Regions from separate parts of the Mus musculus genome. Here region 2 is linked to region 1. The links are chromatin contacts, called in public Hi-C maps. All regions are on one chromosome and are shown on one strand. The core of a region is the stretch at or near the end of the contact, and the rest is flanking DNA. Distances in the headings are between cores, read along the strand shown.

Region 1 (5,386 bases), core at 970-3,469:
ACAGGCACCACCAGCCCCGCCACCACCAGCACCAGCACCACCAGCACAGGCACCACCAGCACCGGCACCACCAGCACCGGCACCACCAGCACAGGCACCACCAGCACCGGCACCACCAGCACAGGCACCACCAGCACAGGCACCACCAGCACCGGCACCACCAGCACAGGCACCACCAGTCCAGGCACCACCAGCACCGGCACCACCAGCACAGGCACCACCAGCACAGGCACCACCAGCACCGGCACCACCAGCACCGGCACCACCAGCACCGGCACCACCAGCACAGGCACCACCAGCACAGGCACCACCAGCACCAGCACAGGCACCACCAGCACCAGCACAGGCACCACCAGCACAGGCACCACCAGAACCAGCACAGGCACCACCAGCACCAGCACAGGCACCACCAGCACAGGCACCACCAGCACAGGCACCACCAGCACCAGCACAGGCACCACCAGCACCAGCACTGGCACCACCAGCACAGGCACTATCATCATCAGAAGTGATTCACTGTCTGCTTTTCCTTTTTCAAAATTTTACTAATTTGGTTTTTTTTTGGCAATTACATACGTGTATACAGTATTCTGGTTGCTCTCCTCCCCACCCTCTCTTTTCTCCTTACTGCCCTTTTCAACTTTTCCTCCTCTTTACAAGTTCCTTTCCCCACATTTGTGGCTTTTGTTTTGTTTTGTGCCCCTCTAAACTTATTCTGTGTGACCATGGGTTTGGAACTATCCATTGCAGCCAGCTGGGCTCATCAGTATGTAACTGAAGGTAGCACCTGACTATGCCTCCCACACAATCTATTAATGGACAGTCGTTCACCACCGAGGGGGTAGGTCTTATGAGTCCTTACCCAATCCGTGATTGACTGCTGGCATGCCTAGTCTTATGTAGGGCCAGTGCAGGCAGCCACTTTTATTGTGTGATCATGATGACAATGCCTTTGTCATGCTCAGAAGGTGGCATTTCACAGTTCTGTACTCTTCTGATATCAGTGAAGGAGCCCTTATCCTTGGAAACAGTGTAAATCATTGGTCAGCAAGAGGCAGAGTTGAACTAGCAAGTGACACTATGATCTTCCTTCTGCTCTACTCTTTTTACCTAGGTTGCTACCAGACAGTGGCTACCAACAATCCATGGGAGGGCGCTATGCTTGGATTAATGAAGACAACCAGGGCCTTTCTCTAGGAGAGGAGCCCTACTCAGGTGATTATACTTTGTGACAGTTGACATTACAACTAACAATATGGTCATGCGTTAGAATCAGATAGGTCTGTGTTCAGATGTGACTTCCTAATTATTTCCAATCCAGTCTCCTCCACAATAAACACAGAACAATCAGTTCAAAATTTCTGGCTTAAGAAAGAGGTGGTGTGAAAGTGAAATATCCCCTCAAAGGTTCATGTGTTCAAACACTTGGTCCTCAGTTGGTGGAGTTGTTCAGGGAACAACGTTTAGGAGGTGGAGTTTTGCTGGAGGAAGTGGGTCACTAGGAGTGGGCCTTGAGTTGCATAGCCTGGCCCTATTTCTTGCTTGCTAATGCAATGTGATCAGTTGGCCTCCTACTCCTTCCTCTATGCCTTCCTTGCCATCAGGGAATGGATTCCCTTGAAGTGTAAGTCAAAATAAACTCCTTCTTCCATAAATTTATATTATTATTATTGTTTTGGACAGGTATTTTGTCGAAACAATGATAAAAACCAAACCCCTAAAATGCTAGATAATATACGTGGTAGAATGACCCCTGGCAGGTTGTTCAGAACTTGGCATCATCCAGTTCATGAATATTTATTGCAGGTCTACTAGAGGGCTTGAAAATATCAACATAATTCTAATGAGATGTAGACATGAATAGATATGAAAGACTTCATTAGAGAGCACAGTGCTTAGGGTACATAATGAATCAACAAAGAACTTGGGCCTTACATCAGAGGGCCTATTTGAACCCACCTCTGTTATTTCTAGCTGGGTGACCCCAGAGACTCACACATAACCCACTGACACCTACATCGCCAGGCATTGCAAAGGTTACGAGAGTTTCACTTGTTACATCTCAGAATAAAGTCTGGCAAGCAGTAAACATCAAAATTGCTTAATTGCTCTTTACTTTTGTGTGAGAGTTAGAAGGAAAAAGGCCAGGACTATGGAAGTACAGTTCACTAGAGAGCTATTATGTGACACCCAGCTAAGTAAAGTTTCTCAAAAATGGGATATGACTCACAAAGTGGTAGTGGTGGGTGAGTCAGAGGTAGATTTACATGTGTTTTTAGTAAATAATGTTCAAGACAAACAATTAAGGATAAAAGGCAGCAGGACAGCACAATATGCAAGACAGTGCCCATTTCAGTAGATAAGTAAAACGTATCACATATATGTATATTATCTTTCTCTATGTATGTATGGATCTGTCTACTTATTCAAACATTATTAGATTCAGAATCTATTGAAAGACTCCTAATATGATTGCTTTGAGGTAGGGATCTAAAAAATAGCTCATTTCCTGTGGAAAAAGGTGACTCAGAGGCAGAGTTAAGAGCTCAAGGCATGGGGCCAAGGAAGAATCATCATCCAGGCAGGAAACATCCTAGGCCTTAATCAAGAGGCTGGTGACATCATAGGCTAGAATTGTAGCAGGGCTGGGATGGTATGTGCTTTGCATGCCTGTGCTTTCTAATTGGTTCTTTTAGTTGGATTTCACTACTGTAGGCAGGGTGTTGTGTTGGTTAGATTTTTTTGTTGTCACCTTGACACAATCTAGTGTCATTTGGGAAGACAGACCTAAACTGAGGAATTGCCCAGATCAGAATGGCCTGAAGCAATGCCTGTAGGAGATTTTTTCTGATTGATGATTGATGTAGGACAGCCTAGCCCAATGTGGGTAGCTCCATTCCCTAGGTAAGTGGATCTGGGCTGAGATAAAAACTATCCAAGCAAGTGAGCTAGTGAGTGACACCAGTAAGAAGCATTTCCTATGGGTGGTTTCTGCTTCAGTTCATATTCTGACTAAGTCCCTAAAGGGTGAACTCTGACCTGTAACTAGCAGCATAAATAAAACCCTTTCTGGAAGTTATGACCTCTGAGGTTGCCGTGTTTATCATGGCAACAGAAAGTCAAAGTAGACCAGTCTGACATCTGCACTTGTGAACTGAGGCTGTTCCATAGCCTGCTGTGCATGGGTCCTGCCAGGGGAGACCTGTTTTCCTAGGAGTGTTTTTACTCCTGAGTTCGGAGGTGAGACAGCCACTTTCTCTCCAATAACTGTGTGGAGTGGAGCGGGCCAGGAGCACATGGGGTGCAAGATCAGTGAAGCAGCTTGGACATGATCCTTCCACTCTGCCATCTGTACCCTGGAGCTGAGGCTGTTCCACAACCCGTTGTGCATGGGTCCCACCAAGAGAGAGCTGGTCTCCCAGGAGTGCTGACATAGGCTTACAGACCCACAGGAGGAACAAGCTCCAGTCAGGGAGAGCAAGAACATCTAACACCAGAAATAACCATATTGAGAAAGGCAAATGCAAGAATCTTACCAACAGAAACCAAGATTACTTGGCACCATAAGAACACAGATCTCCCACCACGGCAAGTCCTGGATTCCCCCAACACACCAGAAAAGCAAGATGTGGATTTAAAACCATATATCATGATGCTGATAGAGGATTTTAAGAAGTACGTAAACAACTCTCTTAAAGAAATAGAGGAGAACACAGGTAAACAGGTAGAAACCCTTAAAGAGGAAACACAAAAATCCCTCAAAGAATTACAGGAGAACACAGGTAAACAGCTAGAAGCCCATAAAGAGGAAACACAAAACTATCTTAAAGTATCACAGGAAAACACAACAAAACAGGTGAAGGAATTGAACAAAACCATCCAGAATCTAAAAATGGAAGTAGAAACTAAAAGAAATCACAAAGATAAGGAAATCACAAAAAGAGACAACTCTGGAGATAGAAAACCTAGGAAACAATCAGGAGCCATAGATGCAAGCATCACCATCAGAATACAAGAAAAGAAAGAGAATCTCAGGTTCAAATGATACTATAGAAAACATTGACACAATAATCAAAGAAAAGGCAAAATGCAAAAAGATCCTAAAACAAAACATCCAGGATGCAATGAGAAGACCAAAGCTAAGGATAATAGGTATAGAAGAGTGACAATTCCCAACTTAAAGGGCCAGTAAATATCTTCAACAAAATTATAGAACAAAACGTCCCTAACCTAAACAAAGAGAGGCCCATGAACATACCAGAAGCCCACAGAACACCAAAGAGATTGGATAAGAAAAGAAATTCCTCCTGTCACATAATAATCAAAACACCAAATGCACAAAAAAATGAAAGAATATTAAGAGCAGTAAAGGAGAAAGGTCAAGTAACACACAAAGGCAGACCTATCAGAATTACACCAGACTTCTCACCAGAGACTATGAAAGCCAGAAGATCCTGGGCATATCTCATAGAGACCCTAAGAGAACACAAATGCCAGCCCAGTCTACTATACAAAGCAATACTCTTAATAATCATAGTCAGAGAAACAAAGATATTCTGTGACAAAAATAAATTTACACAGTATCTCTACATAAATCCAGCCCTTCAAAAAATAATAAATGAAAAAGTCCAACACAAGGAGGGAAACTACACCCTAGAAAAGGCTAGATAATAATCTTCTTTTAACAAACCAAAAAGAAGATAACCACAGAAAGCCATAATTTCATCTCTAACAACAAAATAACAGGAAGCAACATCTTTTTTCCTTAATATCTCTTAAAATCAATGGTCTCAATTCCCCAATAAAAAGACATAGAATAACAGACTGGATATATAAAAAGGACCCAACATTTTGCTGCATACAGGAAACCTAACTCAGTGACAGAGACAGACACTACCTTAGAGTAAAAGGCTAGAAAACAATTCTCCAAGCAAATGGTCCCGTGAAACAAGCTGGAGTAGACATTCTAATATCAAATAAAATTAACTTCCAACCTATAGTTATCAAAAAAGATGAGGACACTTCATACTCATCAAAGGTAAAATCTACCAAGAAGAACTCTCTATTCTGAATATCAATGTTCCTAATGCAAGGGCACCCACATTCATAAAAGAAACTTTACTAAAGCTTAAAGCACACATAGTACCATACACAATAATAGTGGGAGACTTCAACACTACACTCTCAGCAATGAACAGATAATGGAAACGGAAACTAAAAAAAGATACTGTGAAACTAATGGAATTTATGAACCAAATGGATCTAATATGTATCTATAGAACAATTCACCCTAAAACAGAAGAATATACCTTCTTCTCAGCACCTCATGGTACCTTCTCCAAAACTGACCATATAGTTGGTCTCAAAACAGGCCTCAACAGATATA
Region 2 (5,386 bases), core at 1,159-3,658, 1.7 Mb after region 1:
TCCTCTGCTCTGCTTTATGTTTAATATACAAAATACGTTCTCCTGGATTTAAATATAATATCAGAAACATCCTATCATAGTAGATATTTACCAAAAATAAAGTTGTTGTTTTAATTTATTTACTTAAATTCACATTGCAAACGAAGGGCATGCCATAATAACAAATGTATAGTAATGATTTCCCTAGAGATCAACAATTTTGCCTAAATTTCAAAAACAGCACAGTGTGGCAAATTAAATATACACATATCCAAGGCTTTTAATAGTGTCAATTTTGTAGTACATTCTGATATCATAGGCTTCAAGTGTTAGGTTAGTTGTTCATTTGAGAAGTCTAGTGAAGGTGTCCTTAGGTCTTTGGGGTGCTGAGTTTGTTTTGAAGGCTTGGAAGAGAGACCTTTGTACAGCAAGCAGGATACAGTGACTACCTGCACACACAGCATGTTCACTTTATTTGAATATTAATGGGCTTGTGAGTAAGCAATATTGAGAGTCACATCCTCTCCTTTAAAGGAAACTCATACTCACTGCCTATTATTCGCATTTGCTGGCCCTGGCTCTGGTCTTTGGCAAGTCTGCATGGAGACAGAATTCCTTTGATCCTATTTTCAGCATTGGCATTGTTTATGTTGAAATGTTAAAAATAACTCTTTAAAAGCACATGCCATAAGGTTAGTGAGGAAGGTGAATTTCACCTCCAGAAAACTTTGTCACAAATTTCAGGCTGTCTGCAGCCTTGTTCTCTGCAATGCCTGAGAGGTCTTGAATGGAGGAAATTCCTTAGCAAAATCTTCCCTTTCAGTTCTCTCTTTATGTGTGTGCTTCAGCCTGGTGAATGGCTAACTTGACTTAAATCTTGTTTTCTGGCCAGACTTTGTTCAAGAGAATCACAAAGTATCAATTGAAGAAGAGGGAGGAGGGGGAGGGAAGGAGGAGGAAGAAGAAAGGGAGGAGGTGGTAGAGGAGGAGAAAGGGGGACTAAGGGGAGTGAGAGGAGGAGTGGGGGAGGGGAGAAAAAGACCAGAAGCAGGACATGAGCATCCTAATTGATGCCACTATTGAAGCCAGTCCTTTATAGGACCATGCTGCGCTGTCTCGTTACTATTCACTGTTTCCTAAGTAGATCTGCTAATTTAATTTTATTCTCATTTCTACGATCTGTTTTCTAGTCTTCACAGGTACTGTGAAGTAATTTTGAAAGACACGTTGTACCTGGCTATGTCTTCCGAAGTTCAGTTTTCTTCTACCCTGGCATGGTTTTTTTTTTTTTTTTTTTTTTTTTTTTTTTTTTTTTTGCTATAGGCTGCACTGTTTCATAGGACTACTGCAGGCCACCGTCAGGAAGCAGGCCCCGATTGATCCTGTTTGCTGATTTTATCCATTTATGTGAGTGGCTGCAGCAATGTTTTGTTTTTACTGAGGACATTTTTGTTCATGAAAATGCTAAGGTTACCCACAGTCATCTCTAATCTAGTAGTGAACTGCATTTTCTCTTTATCTACAGGTTGGTAGTCAGCCTGGTTGCCGACAATTGAGGAAGGAGAAGGCTCTTAGTCTGTGGTTTGGTTTGGTTTTCTGGTCATATCAAGGGGAGGGGAGTTGTGTGATCACCTAACAAAGTTGATTTTTTTTTTTCAATCAAAAATGTGTGACTGGGCCAAATATGATGTTACAGGCCTATAAGCTCCAGCATTTGGGAAGCTGAGGCAGGAGGATCATGAATTTGACACCCAGGTGTGTTACACAGCATGGCCCTGTCCAATTACTGCCCCCCACACACCCCCCCCCCCCACATGCACATGCACACACATAGTGTCTGGTTGAATGTTTTCTTTGATTGCTGCTGATTAATAAAGTTTCCCCAATCTAATCTCGAGTCCCCAGTGCAAACTGACGCCAAACTCGCTTGTATGATACACATGCCATACTGCTGTAATCTTGCCAAACCACCTGAAAAGAATTATTTTCCTTGCCCACACACACAAAAAAATAACTGTCAGTTCTTTAAAGTTCAGACTATAAAGGTTTGAATAATTAAAACCTTTTCTACACCTTGGTAGCACGCCCAAAAAGTTAAATGTGTTCCTGTCCTAGCATCTATGAGATAATTATGGGAAAAGGAATGAGATTCTTTTAGAAAAGACACAGAAATCAAGTAGTTATTTGTGCCTGCAAATCCTCTGGGGTCTAAAGAACTAGCAAGATAATAAATTGTTTTTGCTAAAAACAGGAAGTTTGGCAAAGATGTAAAAGTACAGCTAAACTTTGGCCAGGCAACCCAAAACATTGTGTTCTTCTTTGAAAGTATTCCCAGCAAGGAAAAAAATTGGAGTGCCTTGAATCCATAGTTGCAGAAACAGCAGAGGCATCTGGCAACGAGAGCAACTTGCCAAACTTGCGGCTCTACTGCACTTGTGGTGGGAGGATGTGCCAGTTTTCCTCGACTTATGTCATGTGCAGCTGGAAACCCCGTGCATAAATAAGACTCCGAGTGCTGAAAAGATTTGAGCAAGCATTTCTCTGCCTTTTTTCTCCCTTCATCTGAACTAAAAACAAACAAACAAAAACAGAACAAAAAAAAGTCAAAAAAAAATAAAAGCATCACCCTCCCCGCCCTCCAAAAAAATTTTTTTTTCTTGGAGTTTATACAATTTGAAGTGTAGAAGATGGGGATGCCGGCTTCCCCGGGACCTGTTTCTAGAAAAAAAGTACTCAGTGCCAGCATTCTGGAAGTTGTTAGTGTCTCCTCCCCCACCCCATCAAATTCTTCGTATTCCCTCGCCAGCTTTATTAATGTGATTGTGATTATGTGGCATCTGCTTTGGACGGAGCCAATTGGATTATACTTTCCAGTTTAGTCCATCAGTGTGGAGAGACTTCAAAATGTAGGCCAGAAAAAATAAAGCTGTGCACCGGTGACGTCGGGAAGGGAGGGAGGGAGAGGGGGGCTTCTGTGGCTGCAGCTGCAGGGATGCCTGGGATGTCTTGATTGGGGAGAGATGGTGCTCCTTGGTCTTGCAGGGTGGGAGTTTTCCAGCTGGCAAGGACAATGGACTTCCTCTTGTTCTCCTGCACTGCACTGGGTGATTTGTCTGCGAATTTTGGACTCAGGATTCCAGGGGAGACACTGCCCAGTTCAATTTCTGCCATTTATCTGGAGCTGAAGGCAACTGTTCTCCCCTTTATATCTCTCTTTTGAGTAGAGGGAACAGGATGCGATATACCCGCTTAAAGCTAAGCAAACTCCACTTTAGAAGAGGGCATGTGCACACGGGAATCCAGCGGTGGCCACAGAGGGACAGACGTCTCAGTCCCAGCCAGATGGCTTCTCTCTGACTCCTGTTGTGTCTTCTGCTGTCTTCTTGTTGGGGGGCACTAAAAATGTCAGCAGCCTAGTGTAGTGAGAGTCAAAAGACACACTTCAGGCCCAGGCTCCACAGCTCATGACTGTGACAGTTCTGCCTTTCTGAATTGTGATTTCCATATCCATGTCTGTCTCAAAGACAAGTCAAGAAGAATCTACAAGCAACTGTAAATCCTGCCCTGTCATCCTGGATTGTGTTGATCTATGGATGCTCAACACACACTGACTGCTCACTGGAGAGGGAGTCATGGGGTGATCAAAGGAGCCTGTGGGCATGCTTCTGCTACCCTGTGTGGTATCACTCTTGTATGAATGAATGCTACCAGCTCCCAAAATGTCATATTAAATAGATTAAAAACTAGACTATCTTCCTTTGATAACTGTTAACAGATTAAATGATTTTATTATGAAGATATTAGGGAAAGTAAAAAGCAAATCACTTTTATTTACTGCTTAGAAACACTTTTTGTAGATCAAGATTCTTTAAAAAGTATTTTTCCTATTATTTTATTCTGTTATTAAATTTGAACATAACTATATACTCCAAGCATCTTATTAATAAACATTTTCTACTTTCATTATATTTAAATACATTAAATTAAATGTTATTTTAAAATGTCTTTTAAAATTTTTAGATATATTTATTGTATGTGCATGAGTATTTTGCTACATGTGTGCCTGGGGCCCATGAAGACCAGAAGATGTCCAGCCTCTGGGATTAGAGTTACAGACAGTTGTGAACTACCATGTGGGTACTGGAAACTAAACCCAGGATAGTTTCAAGAGGGACTCTTAAACCCCTGAGTTACCTCTGTAGTCCCCTTAAGATATCCATAGCATCTCACTGCACAGGTTCTTCAGAGGAGGCCCAGCTTTTCCTCATTAGCAGTAGGATGTTCATCTTTTGCATTTGCATCTCTTGGGAATAGAATTGGTGTGTTTCAAAAAGGTCTCCAGAGACTTGCTTTCCTTAGAGAGGCCAAGGGAACAGACTTGCTGCCCCCTGGCAGGGAGTGTTGGTCAAAGTGGACTGGACTTTGATGTGGCTTCCTTTGGCTCCTATCACATGAGACACTCTGTGTCTACTAAATCAATATGCACAGCATAGCTGTGTGCTGCACATACCCTTCACAATCTATCTACCTAGTGTGTGTGTACACTAATGCATGAGTAAAGGTGTATCAATATATATATGAGAGTGTATGAACATACTACATAGAGAAGAGACAGAGAGTTCCTCCATGACCCCACCCTACTAACTTTGAACTGTTTCTAATCTTCTGTAGGGAAACACGTCAAAGTTGACTTGGTGACTAATCTATAAGGAACACTGTCTAGGAGACAAGAATGGCCAAGCCAAGGAGAAGGCTACAGATCTTTCTTCCTCTGAGGGTCACTCATGGCTCTGTCACTGCTGGAGGATTGCTAGCATCAGTTACGATCAATAGTGAACTGCCAAAGCCTCCATGGGTAAAGAACAGAGTTATAGAAAAGAAAGGTCTGAGGAGATGACAAGCTCACAGATGGGGTTGTTAGGACTACTGCAAAGACAATTCTTTTTACTGAGCATCTAGAATAACTGTCTTGGGAAAGGTGGGTTTAGTTGATCCTGTGACTCTATGTGCATCCACAGCATAGAGTCTAAGCAGGAGCTCACAGGCTTTTGCATAGAAGAGGCCCCGTTCAGTGACAAGCAGAAACTAGAACAGGCGCTGAGAAAAGGGAGACAATAGTCATACAAATCTAAAATTTTCACAAGTTAGAACCTAGAGCTGAGAAGGGGTTTGAGACTTTCTAAAGACCTAGCTGTAGAGTGCACTGTCTCTTCTCCCTGCCTCTAACACTGATCTTTAAATGAGTGGACCAGTGTTTACCAACACTGATCATTGCATGCTCTTGGAGATGGTCTTCTCCCTGTTTTGGGAACTTCCCAGGGATTATAACAGTTCTTATGCCCAGTCTATGGCCATCATCACCAAGATCAGCTTCTGAGGGTAGCTGCTAACATAAGAATTGGTCTAG

What was found. A called contact is a pair of places that touch in the nucleus more often than the background predicts.
Region 2: a Hi-C map of the N1E-115 cell line shows a contact between it and region 1, with 4 times the contacts expected there. The contact joins two enhancer-like sites. A contact is called at or near these places in 1 of 484 Hi-C or Micro-C datasets (the N1E-115 cell line), 2 of 115 datasets of contacts at active chromatin or transcription factors (astrocytes and embryonic stem cells) and 1 of 9 other capture datasets (embryonic tail).

Annotation. Positions count from the first base shown.
Region 1 is chr11:17,466,407-17,471,792 of GRCm38.p6, forward strand. No RefSeq gene overlaps it. Among named protein-coding and RNA genes, the nearest start is that of Gm31268, 140 kb to the left of the region's middle. Within about 2 kb of position 2,220, at least 62 of the 459 cell types and tissues checked have an H3K27ac peak or open chromatin away from gene starts, as enhancers often do. A contact at or near this core is called in the N1E-115 cell line and astrocytes, where this site is marked.
Region 2 is chr11:19,201,808-19,207,193 of GRCm38.p6, forward strand. No RefSeq gene overlaps it. Among named protein-coding and RNA genes, the nearest start is that of 4933406G16Rik, 140 kb to the left of the region's middle. Within about 2 kb of position 2,409, at least 62 of the 459 cell types and tissues checked have an H3K27ac peak or open chromatin away from gene starts, as enhancers often do. A contact at or near this core is called in the N1E-115 cell line and astrocytes, where this site is marked.